Regions from separate parts of the Zea mays genome. Here region 2 is linked to region 1. Evidence: chromatin contacts called from public Hi-C data. All regions are on one chromosome and are shown on one strand. The core of a region is the stretch at or near the end of the contact, and the rest is flanking DNA. Distances in the headings are between cores, read along the strand shown. Region 1 holds the start of LOC100283011. Region 2 holds the start of LOC100191327.

Region 1 (7,098 bases), core at 2,327-4,826:
GGGAAAAATTGGAGGAGTCTTCTAAACCTTGCTTTACATTCCACACTTAATTCAAGCATTTTACATTGTGTATTTGTTTAGCAAGTATTTGAAATATTGTCTTAGCATTGTTGTATTTCTAGTAGTATTTCCTTATTACTAGTTGTTGGGTGAAGTTGGGCTCTTGCTTAAGGTTTAATTATTGTTGAATTTTAGAAAAGCCCAATTCACCCCCTTCTTGGGCATCGTGATCCTTTCACACCCCACGCGGAGTCCATTTATAGTGCGTGCGAGCTACGGGGGCGGTTCTATTACAAGGTGGAAGGACGAGCTGACAACGCAGCCCCATATGTCATCGCATCAGGCGGTAGTCTGTGAAGGAGGTGTGTGGCTGGCATGCGATCCCCGCTGGCAGTGATGCGGTGCGTGGGCCGCCCTAGAGGAGACTTGGGCTGACATGTTGAGGGAGAGAAAGAGATGGGGAATGGGTCGCGCAGATGCTTTGAGTTGGGCCGAGGGGAGGTTCGGGCCCGAGAGCAATCTTCTCATTTCTTTTTCTTTATTCTTTTTCTGTTTTTATTTGCACTATTCCATTTCAGTTATTTTGAATTCAAATTTGAATATGGGTTCATGATTCATATTCATATGCACAATCATAATAACACTTCATCATGCAAAATAAAATTTTATATTATTTATTTCCCATCTCATTTATTTATGCGTATGCTTTTAAATGTACACACAAAATATGTATTTTGAGAAATATAGTTCTAGTTTATAAAAATCCTTAAGGTCCTGTTTGTTTCCTTTCATTTTGAGGAATTGAAATTTTACTAATAGAATAGACTATTTTTTAGAATGTGACATTCCACCACTTTCCAAAGTTATCATATAAGCCTATCTCAAATTCATGGGGTGAGAGATGAAAATTGATTCTATAGATTTACATATTATTTTTCTGATATACAACTTATAGCATACTCTTCTACTTGCTTCACTATAACATAAATGTAGTATATAACTATCTCTTCATATGATTTAGGATAATATACAAATATATTACACATATAAATATATAAACTTAATTAGTTTTGTCTAAATTATAATTATTAAAATGAAATTCAATTCCAACGAAACAAACGGGGCCTAAGAGAAAACTCTAGAAATATATGATTTGTCAAAGGAACAAATTATTACTGAAATCCTTCCTTTATTAACCTTTCTTTTTAATTAGAAAACATTGTTTTAGAATGAATAGTTTTAAAGGTAAGATAATTATGATGAAAAATATATTTTAACTTAAAAATATTGGGAGAATTTTACTAGTCTTCCAAAATAAGACTTTGGGTGTTACAAGAAGCTTCTCTTTCTCTTCTTCTGGAACATTAAACACTATACAACTCATCTTTTTTATTCTCTTTGCTTCCAAACAAGTCCATGGTACCCGTGAGTGCCGGTCACTGCGTGTGGGGCCGGCAGTGTCCCGCGCCCACACGGCAGTGGGGGATCTGGTTACACCAACACCAGGATGTGCAATGCTGATCGGTCTCACCATTTCACGGACGTAAAAATAATTCTCTTGCAATGGCTGCTGGTAAAAATAGATTATCCTCTGCCAACAGCAGAATTCAACAGTGACAGCTGAATCGCAGAAGAGTTTGCCAAAGAAACAAAGGGCCCTGTAGGTGATGAACAAAATGGAGAAATGCTGACGTCTTTATTGCTGCTATAGGAGGCGGAAAAACTGATTCAGGTACAGAAACCTGTCCCGGACGTACTAGCCAGCTCCGCACATGGCGACGGTTGCACGTCGAGTGCGCTGCCACTGACGGCTCGGCATCTCCACGGCCCGATGGAGTCGCTGCCAATGCCATAGAGCTTCACGTTGGAGAGGCAAATGTTACTGAAGACCGAGTCCCTGATGCCCCGTATGAGCCCGGCCTGCCGGACGTTCCGGCCCCAGACGTTCCTGACCGCCACGCCGTCGATGACGGGGAGCAGGCTCGCGTTGTAGGACGCGCCGGGGTGGCCCCCAACGTCGCCGGCGATCCTCAGGCCGTAGCGGGCGCCGTCCAGGGTCACCTGGGAGACGGTGACGTTCCGGATGAAGCCGCCCCTGCCCGAGTTTGTCTTCACGTGAACCCCGACGCCCACGCCGGAGAAGCTCAGGTGCTCGGCCACGACGTCCTCCACGCCGCCCGAGGTCTCGCTCCCGACCGCGAAGCCGGCGAACGGGCCCGACCCGGTTATCCTCCGGACCGTGATGCCGGAGCTTGGGCGGCCGAAGGCCACGCCGTACTCGTCCCACCCGCTCTTGATGGAGATCAGGTCGTCGCCGGCGGAGATGTAGCAGTCCTCGACGCACACGTTGCTGCTTGAATCTGCAGGGCGGAGATGTTGTTTGTCAGCACAGCAGAGCAGGAAGGAATGCTCAGCTCAGGTGGTATTGTATTTATTTACCTTACCTTACCTAGATCGATCCCGTCGGTGTTGGGGGAGTCGTGCGGCGCCAACACAGTCAGGTTTGCTATCACTACGTTGCTGCAGTAAACCGGGTGGATGTTCCAGAACGGCGAGTCCTGGAAGACGAGGTTGGAGACGACGACGTCGGTGGAGTACATGAGCTCCAGCAGGTGCGGCCTCGTGAAGGGCAGCGTGCGCTTCTTCCACATGTCCCACCACACGCCGCCTTGGCCGTCGATGGTGCCGTTCTCACCTGACGCCGCAGACCAGAACAGAATGCGGAGCTTTGAGCAGATCGATGGAGGAGTGGCTCAGTGGGTGGCTGTCTGGCTGGCAGTGTAAGAAAGAACCTGTGATGAAGACGTCCTGCAGACCGTGGCCGTGGATCAAGCTCATGTATCTCCCGCCAGGCAGCTCGCGCCCTCTCCCGTACGACGGCAGCGGGTCGATGAGCGGCCAGCTCGACGTGTCCTGCTCACTTATTAGTTCGATGGTAGCAAGGCATGGCTGGCAGTGGCGGCGACCAAGAACCACGAAGGGCGATGGGCAATTGCCCGTACGGTAGCCGGTACCTGGGTGGCGCGGACGATGGCGCCGCGGGCGAGGAAGAGCGTCATGTGGGAGGTGAGGTTGAAGGGGCCCGTGAGCCACACCCCGGGCGGCACGTACAGCAGCGTGCCGCCCCGCGCGCCCCGGCGACGCGCGATGCGCGCCACGGCGCGCGCGAACGCGCCCGTGTTGAGCGTCTGCCCGTCCCCGCGCGCCCCGAAGCTGGCCACGGACATCCACGCCCCGCGCCGCGGCGCCGGCCCCGACCAGCACGTCTCCTGCGCCCCCGCCGATGGTGGCGGCGGCAGCAGCAGCAGCAGGACCGCCGCCGCCGCCGCGAGGAGCAGGCCCAGCGTCGGCGGCATTCTTCTCTCGTGGCGTGGCGTGGCTGTGAGAGTGAGGGAAGCGACGAGCAGGAGGGGACAAGGCGCAAAAGCTGCTCTGCGTCCCGGCTTTCAGCGTGCTGTGTAAATGCGCTTGCTGTCTTGCCTGCAATTGACGAGCTCGCCACTGTGTGTGTGTGTGATGAGCTGTGGATCGGGTCTGGTCGGTCCCTTGTGCTCGAGGATGGCAGTGGCACGGCAGCGTCGGCAGTGTGTGTGAGCTGGCGGCGGCCCCCATGACTTGTGTAGGATAGGATCCATTCAGAGGCACAGTCGTCACCCGTCACTGTCCACTCCTACTTCCAGACTCCCAGTCCTGTATGTCTCACGTTACGGCCAATATAGCTTCTCCTCTAACTAGCTTTTTTTTTCTTTTTCAATTCAACCCTATATATAATTTAAAAAAATGTGTAGTATGGGATGGGTCGGACGGAGTATGCGTTAGGGCATGTACAACCCAGATACTGCTGCACGGTACTCCAAGTAAAAAATACAACTAAAACACAACAGAATACAGTGGTCATGTCTAAAACATGTATTTTACGATATTCATTGTACCAATCAGAGTATTCAATAAATTAAAGTGACCAATCAGATAGTCTCCTGTCTCGAACATAGAGCTAAGACACTGTGTCTTCGTCAAGATACGTGTCTTGAGTTTTTTTACATTCACCCCCCTAAACACTGTAAGACACAACTTAAAACACCCACTGTACATGCCCTTAGCATTTACTACAGTGCAAGTGCAGACGTGCAGTGATGGTACAACCAAAAATAAATACAGACGTGATCCAACTGCATCGGGTACCGAACCCGTCGTGCTGCTGCATGTACCTCTACAGACCCACTTTATAATTTGTCCCTGAAAATTTCATACCAATTTTCATATGTGCACCTCCTCAAATCAAATCAGCATTAGGCACGGGTCTAAAACCACTCACTCGGTGACGACATACTCGATATTCGTTCGCTAGTGTTAATAACCGGCTGGTGTCGTGGCTCGCATATTTCCACTTTCATAGTATCTAAACCCGATCCATTTCACAGTTTATTCGCATTAGGGGTTTTCAAAGATGTTTACTGACGTTGCAAACGAACTCGTGCAATCCGCCATTTTCATATAGCATCTTTCAGTGACCTAGTCTGCTCGTCGGATTTGAAGGCGTACTCAGTTACGAGTTTTTACATTTGTTATTGTTGCAATCGATCTATCTACGATATAGATTGCAATCTGAAATTCCGTTAAAATATTTTGTATGGTACTCATAATATTAAACCCCAAATAACTGATAGCGGAACCCTAAATTATTTTCGGTGTGACATTATTATGCATATTTTGTTTTTAATTAATTGGAATCAAACATACATAACGGTACACATTTAGATTGTTTTGGCAAAATCTTGCAGTATTTATGCGGATTACGTTCACATTTATGATACTAATTAATTTACATAGACTCATATTAGTAATGCATAAATGTATTATACACGTAGGCAGTTGGATGACGTTTGCACTTATGCTAATTAACATTCATCTCTTAATTTTTATATAGTTATGACAAATATGTTTGCTCTTATGTTGATTACGTACATAGTTATGACAATAATTATTTGCAGAGATGAACATTAGTTTTGATGCCCTCGTATTATATGCTAACATGTGGATGTAGTTATATTCAATTCAATGCATTTGGAATAGTTAATGAATGTATCAATACAATTCATACACTGTCGGGTTTTTATATATAACTTTTGTTGGTTGTTTCCTAATAGTTGTTTTAAAGGTGCAATATATCTCAAATATTGTATATATCATTTATGCAGATTTAGCATTGTGCAGAAGTTAGATTCAGAATGAAATCTGTTGACCATCCTCCTTCCGACCCAAAGAAAATAACAATCGAATCAAGTCAAAAAGTACTGTTGAGATCCCCCGCACTGGGAATAATGCCAACAACTCGAGGCAGTCGATTGCTCCAGATGTTGATTCCCCAAAGCAAATGAAGCAACTTTATGTTAGGCGTAATACAAAGCGGTTTGCAGGACGTGGAAAAAAAGAATCTGATGTAAGTGGAAACATAGATAATGATGATGATTTCATGCCTGCCCTCAAGAAGAATCGGCATGTCAGATTTGATGAGAAACCAACTCCTCCTCAGCGGCAATCACCACACAGACATGTTATTTCTCCTTCACCAAATCTGCCAAAGCAAAAAAAAAACATTGTTGAAGATGCAACTATCAAACAAACAACTGTGGTGAAGAATAGAAGCGAAAAGAAAACCAAAGACAGAAGAACACGGGTTGGTGACAACGACAACTAATTTTATTACTATTGCAACAGTTATTGAACATAATACATACTAAATAATTCATAAATTTTTTGATTGATATTACGTTCATAATATAGATACTATTTGTCGTGTACGGTAATTAGGGGTACCCCCAATGCTCCTTAACCTGGCTGGAAAACATCTTCAGAACAAGCCATACACGACTGATAAAGCGCGGTTCAAGTCGAGGCCTCATCTACCAAGGGACGCGACCCCATCCGAGCCCGGCCTCGAGCGGGAACAGTAGTCCCGGACGGATTCACGCCTCACTCGAGGGTCCCCTCAGTCAGCAGACGCACCCCCGTCTCACCCAAGGCTAAACTCGGGCGAACTTTGTCGTACAGCGACCTCGGCCGAATCGCCTTACCAACCGACCGTATCGCATGCGCATTTAATGCGGGGATCGCCTCACACCTTATCCTGACACGCGCAAGGTCGAAGTGACCGCAGTCACTTTGCCCCTTTACTAACCGTTCTGACAGGAAAACAGCGCTATTCACCCCATTCTGACTACTGTGCCAACCACCAGGGTAAGACAGACGACAGCAGGTCTCGACATCCCCCGAGTTCAGCCTCGGGCGCAACAGGGAGCTCCGCCTCGCCCGACCCCAGGCCTCGGCCTAAGCCTCAGCCTCGGGAGGAGTCACGTCCTCGCTCGACCCCAGACCTCGGCCTCAGGAGAAGTCTCTGCCTCGCCCGACCTTGGGCTTGGACCGACCACGCCACAGGGGATACATCATTACCTTGGCCCTAGCTAGCTGCCTCAGGCTACGAAGGAACAAGACCGGTGTCCCATCCAAACTACTCCGATAGCAGGTAATGATGGTTCCCCGCGTGCGTCTATGACGTCGATAGTTCTCAGCTCCCTACGGAAGCAAGGAAACGTCAGCAGAATCCATGCCGCACCGCCAGCTGCGCTTCTATAGGGCTCCAGCACTTCTTCGACGGCCACGTTAACACGTGTACAGGGCTCAAGGCACTTCTCCGCCAGCCACGTTAGCACACAGCTACACCCCCATTGTACAGCTGGGCATCTCCTTGTATCTATAAAAGGGGATGTCCAGAGCCTTCCTATGGGGGGGAGACGGCGGAGGCAGACGAGCAAAGGCAGGCAGAGTAGGAGAGACGCGGTGGAGGCAAACTCAGATAGCTCACCTCAAGGCCAAACCCTCTCTCTCTCTCTCTCGCAATGCTTGTTACCCCTACTACGAGCACCCCGGTGCAAGATAATATAAGCCTCATCCTCCCGCTTGTGTTCCATCTTGCATCAACCCATCTAGGCAGGGACACGCAGTGACAAATTCACTGGTCGGTTGACGGTCCTTGCTGGTCCGAAACGCCAATAGTTGGCACGCCAGGTAGGGGCCTGCTGCTTGTTGACAAACACTTTC
Region 2 (7,098 bases), core at 3,392-5,891, 190 kb before region 1:
TATGGATAAACTCAAAATGACTTAGAATCGCTTGTTGGACATGTATCAAGTCATCATATACGGATAAACTCAAAATGGTGCGAGTAATTATTAATGGTATCATAGGCACCATTATTCCTCTTCCTGTATCCTTAGGATAGTATATCTGTATTGCTGTGGTAGGTCTTTTCTATAATTCAGATGTAGTTGTCTTTTGAACTGTTTGTAGAACATCGTGTTGCCTCCTTTTTGCAGCTATTGCGCTCTCTGAAGATCACAAGCCGAACAGAAGTGATGAGAGGAAACGAATCGAGAGTGCTGGTGGAATAGTTATGTGGGCTGGTAAGGTCTACACTAACCACACCAAGTACACTCACATGTTTCCATGATTCAACCAAACGATCCTTGCCATGATCTTGTATTCTTGTTGGCTTGTTGCTCATAGTGGCCAATGAACTTCTACAGGAACTTGGAGGGTAGGTGGTGTACTTGCAATGTCTCGGGCATTTGGCAACCGTCTCTTAAAACAATTTGTTATTGCAGACCCTGAGATTCAGGTAATTTGATCTACACCTTCTAATGCTGATGTTTCATGGCTTATATGTAATTTGTGGCATTGTAGGCCTAATCTGTTTACATTTTTTGGGGTCAGGAACAAGAAATAAATGATGAGTTGGAGTTTCTAATTATAGCTAGTGATGGGCTGTGGGATGTGGTTCCGAATGAGGTTAGTTTGTGATATACATCTTTGACCTATTTAGAGGTGCAATCATGCAGATATCAATTTATTGCGCTTTCTTCATGAACATCTGCTGGAGTAATTCTAACTTCGGTTGGGCCCTTGGAGCTTAGATGGATCTGTGGCCTGAAATATAAAATTATAGATTATTGTAGTTGTGTGTGATGTCCTGATAAGCAAGGGTTTCATTGTCTCTTCATGAACATCTTAGATCCCCCCTCCTTTCTGTCCTCTCTTCCCTGGCTGCATTTTTAGCATTTACAGAAAATAATTTATATGTTCTGCTACCTTCATTTTGCATAATATCTAGAGGCACAAAAGCCATGCAAATTCTTGCCAATTAGAGCGATTCTATGTTGTATTGGCTAGAATAACTATTCTTGTATAAAAAGCACACAAGTGTGATTGGCTGTCTAGGTATGCGTTTGGCAAATATAGTGAAAAGAAGGGAGTACGTGTGTGAACGGAATTTTTACCATCCGCTCTCCATTCTTTTCCCTTACTTTTGCAAGCCTATTGTACTGCTGGAAGTGGACAGCAACATTTTGCTGAAACAAATTTCTAAGCGTGTCACATAGTATTTCCTAATCTAGTATTCCCTCCATTCACTTTTGATAGTCCTGTTTTCAAAATTGAGTTTTTCATTTTTGATAGTCTTATTTGAGTTGTCCCAAATCTGATATAAATGACTGTTTAGGTACCTGTGCAGAGTAACTCATTTAGAAAAAAGACTGCTGCATGTATATGAAAACATCAATAATGAGGAGTTTCCGCAAAAAAAAGGAGTGTTTGATGATGTAATTAATTAGATGATAAGCAAGAGTTCTCCTTGGTCATTGTGCCAAAGTGAAATAGGACTATCATAAGTGAATGGAGGGAGTAGTTAGTAAATTGCTATAATTGCAATTGCCGCTGTATGTCACTGTATTTTTTTGGAATGGTATTTGAGGTTTATTTCAACTGCTTGCGTTAATATGTGATGCCCGTTACATAGGGGGCTTCCATGTGCGGAGATATTTTTTCTTACATTTATCTTTATTGGGCCTCTTTGGATGCATATTGCATGCTCATGACAAATGGCAAATGGTTTCATCTTCACACAAGATGGCAGTTTCATTTCACTTATTGTATTTAACTGATGAATTCTCTGCTCGAGTTGCATAAATTTGCTGTACCATTTTGACATTTTCTACAGGCTGTGAACCGCATTGCATTTCACTGATGAGCCCCCTCTTGTCTGAGTGGAATTCTTTCGTCCGGGCTGTGTAATTGTTTGCACGTTGCAGAGACAAAATTTTTGGTGTCTTAGCGTGTTTCTAGAACAATGGGATTTGAGCTTATTTTCAGTTGTGTGGCGCTGATATCTTAGTGTGTTGCATGTTGAGCTGGTTTAATCAGCGTGTTCTTGGTGGTTTTGCGGTGTTGCCTCACCTGCTGAGCCCTTGGTGCTCAGAGGTGTCAGTATTGTGTGCATTAGTATTGTTTGAACGTACTGATATGGCGATCCTTGCTGTAAATGAAATTTGGGTTTCTCGGTGTGGGAACAAAATCTACAGAGCTTTTCCTTATTGGGGTTCTTGCTAATGGTGCACTCAATCCTTTGGTATGATGGTTGACCGACTGTCTCAACTTGTTCCCACAGGACGCTGTTTCACTTGTGAAGATGGAGGAGGATCCTGAGGCAGCAGCCCGGAAGCTGACAGAGACTGCGTTCTCCCGTGGGAGCGGCGATAACATCACCTGCATCGTTGTGAAGTTCGAGCATGACAAGCCTGGTGGCGGCGGCTACTCGCCTCCAGGCGACAAGAGTTGATTCCATTTGCTGTTGGTTATACGCTTTGCCGGTGTCCCTTTTACCCTGGGCCGGATTTTGCTGGCCCCATCCATGGTGCCCCCCGCGGCTGGTACTTGAGGAAGGAGCTGGTTCATGTTCGTCGCCTGTCTTGTCTATATTTATGCCACTAATTTTGGTCTCCGGTCAGTGGGGTTACCGGCGGGCAGTGCTTGCCCATTTGCATGTTTATCGTGGGTTCATCGTCCTATACGGCATTGTTGTAGACTTGTAGTTGCTGTTGCCTGTTGTATCAATGAGAGCTAATTCTGTGAGGCGCAGGGGGATGGGTGCACTTTGAGATGTTCCCGGACCGATCTCCTTGCAAACACCTCCGCTGCACTGTATGTTTCTGTTATATACAGATCATTGTCCTTGCACGGCCGTCAGCCAAGGACGAATGGCCAGTGAAAATGTGGTGGTGCTCACTGCCCAAAAGCCTCTCTCAAGGCAGAGGGCTTTGCAGTGTGGCCAAGGTCTGCAGCTGGAGAGGATGCTGAGTTGCAGGCTACAGCGTTGGAGTAATAGTGGGCACATGGTTCACTAACCTACTGATTTCATGAGTAGGGATCGATGGGCACCCACAGACATGAATGGAACGTGGGCATCAGTTCACGGTGCACCTATGCGTTCTCAGTAGCTAACTGTAGAGCGCCTTTGCCACCGGTTTGTCAGGTCAGCAGTTTCTAAATAGAAAAATACTCCCCTCCATTCATAAATATATGACACTGTTGACTTTAAAAAAAATTTAATCAATAGTTTTATTAAAAAATAATAATTTATAATTTATTTATTTATTATATGTTTTATCATGTAGTTTGCGTTTGACTTAATATTTTATATATTTAAATAAGTATTTTAAATAATACGAGTAGTCAAAGTTTAAAAAAATAAATAAATTGTGTCATGTATTTATGAGCCGAGGTAGTATACGTCTAGACATAATATTATATACCTTGACATAATATACGTCTAGATGCATAATAAACTCTATGTAAATTAAAAAGCTAAAACAATTTAGAGCCTCTTTATATCTTCACGGTTTGATAGAAATAGAAGCTTGGGTGGGAAAAAACGTCCAATAGCTACAGATAGAGTCTGCGGATGACTACAGATAGCATCTCCAAGTGTGTTATTTTTTTAAATTTTACTCTCTAAATTATTATTTAGAGTCATTTATATAAAAATCATTTTCTATATCTTTTCAATTTTTAACAGCCTTTCTATATCTTAGAAAGATTCACGTTTTCTATATTTAGCTAGCGAGAAACACGAAATAGATAACCATTTAGATAAGTTGTTTGAGTGTATTTTTTTTACAAAAGTCTATTTATATAGATTACGAAAAATATAAAGAGGCTCTTAGAGTTGCTCTTCTAGCAAGTTCAATAGTTATGTAAATTTTAGCTCTCTAATCATAGATTTAAGAAGTTGCTAAATAACTTTAGGAGTAAATAATGTGAATTCTTCTATAATTCTTTAAATATATGTTGTAGTTTTGTTTTGTATCTATCCAAATAAAAAAAGAATAAGTCACAAATTTCAACAATTAACTTCATTACCTACATAATGCAGTCAACATTTTTGTTTAGGAAGTTGTTAAATGTAGAGAGTAAATGTGTTTAGATAAGAAGTTGTTAAAGTTAAAAAATTTATTGAGAGAACTGCTGGAGAAAAGTTTTTATGTTAACTAACTAAATTATTAATTTAGAAAATCTCTATAGATTATATCTGCAACAGTATGAACATCTGACTTTAATTCAAGCGAAAATATATAGAGAACGTTTTTTAGCAAGTAATAAGTAGTGCTTTGAATGATGATTTTTGTTGGCCTTGATACCATTTTTTTCTTCCTCAAATGCTGATCCGTTTGTTAGCAACGAGCCAAGGACGCACAAACGGCATGCTTGCCAGATGTAACTGCCCACGTCCGCGTGTGCCTTCAAACATGCTCGTCTGGCAACACAAAGTGCCAAGCTTGTTGCATGTCGTCAGGGCGCAGACCTCACGGCACGGTGCCACGTACGCGAGAGCACCTGCACCACCTGGCCGCCTCCCTCCAACTCCAAGCCGCGCCGCATTAACACACTTACACACCGATCGCGAAACTGCTTCCTAGCTTCGTTCCGGTTCCGGAGCGCCAGAGAGAGAAAGAAAGGGAAAAGAAGCGCCTTTGCCCACCGCGCGATCGATCGATCCGGGGTCCGGCGGCCTGCCATGGTGAAGCTGGCGACGGCCAGGGAGGCGCGGCTGTACGGGCCGGCGCTGGCGGCGAGGCGGTGGGAGTACATCAACGCGGGGACATACGTGTTCGCGGCGCTGCTCCTGGTCCTGGCGGCGGCGCTGTCCATGTCCGTGTCCGCGGCCAGGCTGGGGCTCGCCGTAGGCGCCGTGGCGCTGGCGGCCGTGGCGGCCGTCAACGCACACGACCTCGCCGCGCACCTGGCTGGCGTCGACTGCCGCGTGGGACTGGCGAGGTACGATGCCCAGCTCGGGCTCGTGGAGTTCCTCGTGCCGGCCGTGCACGCAGCCGGGTGCGCGCTCGCCGCCGCCGGCCTGGCGCTGCTGGCCTCCCCCCACTCCCACTCCCAGTCCCAGCAGCGGCACGCGGCGACCATGCTGCTCGTCGCGGCGCTGCTGTGGGTGCTGGGCTCCGTGCTCAACTCCTGCCAGGTGTACGAGCGCGCCGACGGCCGCGCGCAGCTGCTGCAGTCGGGCGTGCAGGTGCCTCAGCTGCTGGGGAGCCTTCTGTTCCTGGTCGCCGCGGCGCTGAACCGCCCCCGCAGCGGCGGCGAGCCGGCGTGGCTGTGCCTGGTCGGGAGCGTGCTGTGGCTGGCGGCAGCGCTGCTCAACGTGCTGAAGGTGTTCGCCATGCACCAGAGCGACGCGCTGCGGCTGGAGAAGCTCCGCGGCGGCGCGCAGGAGTGGCTCAGCCGCGACCGCGAGGGCCGCGTGCCGCTCAACTGGGAGGAGGCCGCCAGGAGACGGGCGCTGCCCACCGAGCTCCGGTGATCATCGCCCGCGCCAGGCGCCACCCATCATTTCCCGTGCCGTAAAATGAGGGGAAAAGGGTAGATAAATAAATTGTTTCAGCGCCACCCTTTTGGGCCGTTGCTTGGGCTCAATGGAGGCCCGAAGCCCCGGATTGTAGGGCCCATTAGCTGCTGGAGCTTATCGCATTCCATTTCCTATGTCCGAGTCCCTTGCGGCTCCTTTGGAAGGAAAAGGAATGAGAGAATTAAGAGATGGATTGAAGAGGGTTGGAAGGATTAAATTTCTTTATATTCAAATTTGACTAGAATGGGTTTAATCTACCCTAATCTTTCTTAATCTATCTCTAACTGAACAAATTTAGGGTTAGAATCCCTTACTATTTAAAATTGAATATTAAAATTAAATAGTAAGAGATTCTAGCCCCCTCAATCCGTAGGTCGGATTGAGGTCGTTTCTCAGTATAGGTTTCTCAGTATAGCTTAGCAGAAGTGTCACATCCTGATTTAAGGGCTAAACCCGTGCTGGGCTAAACCCGAGCACGAATCAAATGTGTGCTAAGATCAAGTTTTACATATATGGACTCATGATACAGAAACGAATGTCACATCTTTACTATATAATAAGAGTTATGTACAAAATAGCTATATAATTACATTATACGAAGACGACGATCCAACAGCCATAGTTGACTGGGAGACAACGATCTAGACCTCTCATGAACGAATCGCGACATCCTTAATGCTCCTTATCCTGTGGTACCTGTTCCTGACCTAGGGGATGTGAGTACAGCAAGTGTGAGCAGTGAGCTCACATACGTTCATCGCTCAACAAGTTGTGGAAATAATATGCATGATCTCACAGTGGGGCTCATGTGAAGTGTAAGGCTTATCAAAGGAAATGGTTAAAGCTGAGCATTGCTTTTAAAGTTGGTCAAAATTTTATTAGCAATTACTAAGTATAAGGAGATACCAACCCAAATAAATAAGAGATCACATGTAAATAAATTAATAATAACACCCATGATGCAATGCATATGATAAATTAAGTTTAATTCCATAATTTAATCATGTGAATGTTCGAGCCGTTCATGACCGTGAGCATGACTGATATACCAGTTTTACACTGCAGAGGTTACACATCTTTACCCACAAGTCGTGTTACCTATTTGCCACGGGATCATGAATCTCATACATCTCTACCGAGGAGACGAAGCAGGGTAGCACTACGAGGCCTTTACAAAGTTCCACTAGCTTCAGAAAACGCGCTACGGTTCTGAGAAGGGCGATATAGGAATCCCTCGTCCGAAAAGCCATCGTAGCATGATAGACCCGAGAACCTCCCTATACCGCAACTCCTCTACCGCCCTTGCCCCTTTCGGGTAAGGTAGTTGTCGGAGAGAGAATTCTCCGGCCGGGTGGCGGAGTGCACCCACCCTAAATCCTAAGATGAGGAAGGGGCTTAAGCGTTTTGCCTGTACTGCTAAGTGAACATCAAGCACATGGACACGCGAGGATTTAGAGTGGTTCGGGCCGCTGGAGCGTAACGCCCTACTCCA

What was found. A called contact is a pair of places that touch in the nucleus more often than the background predicts.
Region 2: a contact with region 1 is called in a Hi-C map of ear, with 2.9 times the contacts expected there. The contact joins the promoter of LOC100191327 here to the promoter of LOC100283011 in region 1. A contact is called at or near these places in 1 of 25 Hi-C or Micro-C datasets (ear) and 1 of 3 datasets of contacts at active chromatin or transcription factors (leaf).

The regions. Positions count from the first base shown.
Region 1 is chr8:77,671,572-77,678,669 of Zm-B73-REFERENCE-NAM-5.0, reverse strand. LOC100283011 reads right to left here and starts at 3,576. Exons shown (of 4, transcript NM_001155913.2): 1 at 3,015-3,576; 2 at 2,793-2,913; 3 at 2,450-2,695; 4 at 1,678-2,360. The coding sequence starts at 3,356. The coding sequence ends at 1,729.
Region 2 is chr8:77,861,871-77,868,968 of Zm-B73-REFERENCE-NAM-5.0, reverse strand. LOC100191327 reads left to right here and starts at 4,641. Exons shown (of 1, transcript NM_001136761.1): 1 at 4,641-5,831. The coding sequence starts at 4,767. The coding sequence ends at 5,561. LOC100279239 reads left to right here. Exons shown (of 9, transcript NM_001152260.2): 6 at 235-321; 7 at 445-536; 8 at 632-706; 9 at 2,361-2,829. The coding sequence ends at 2,531.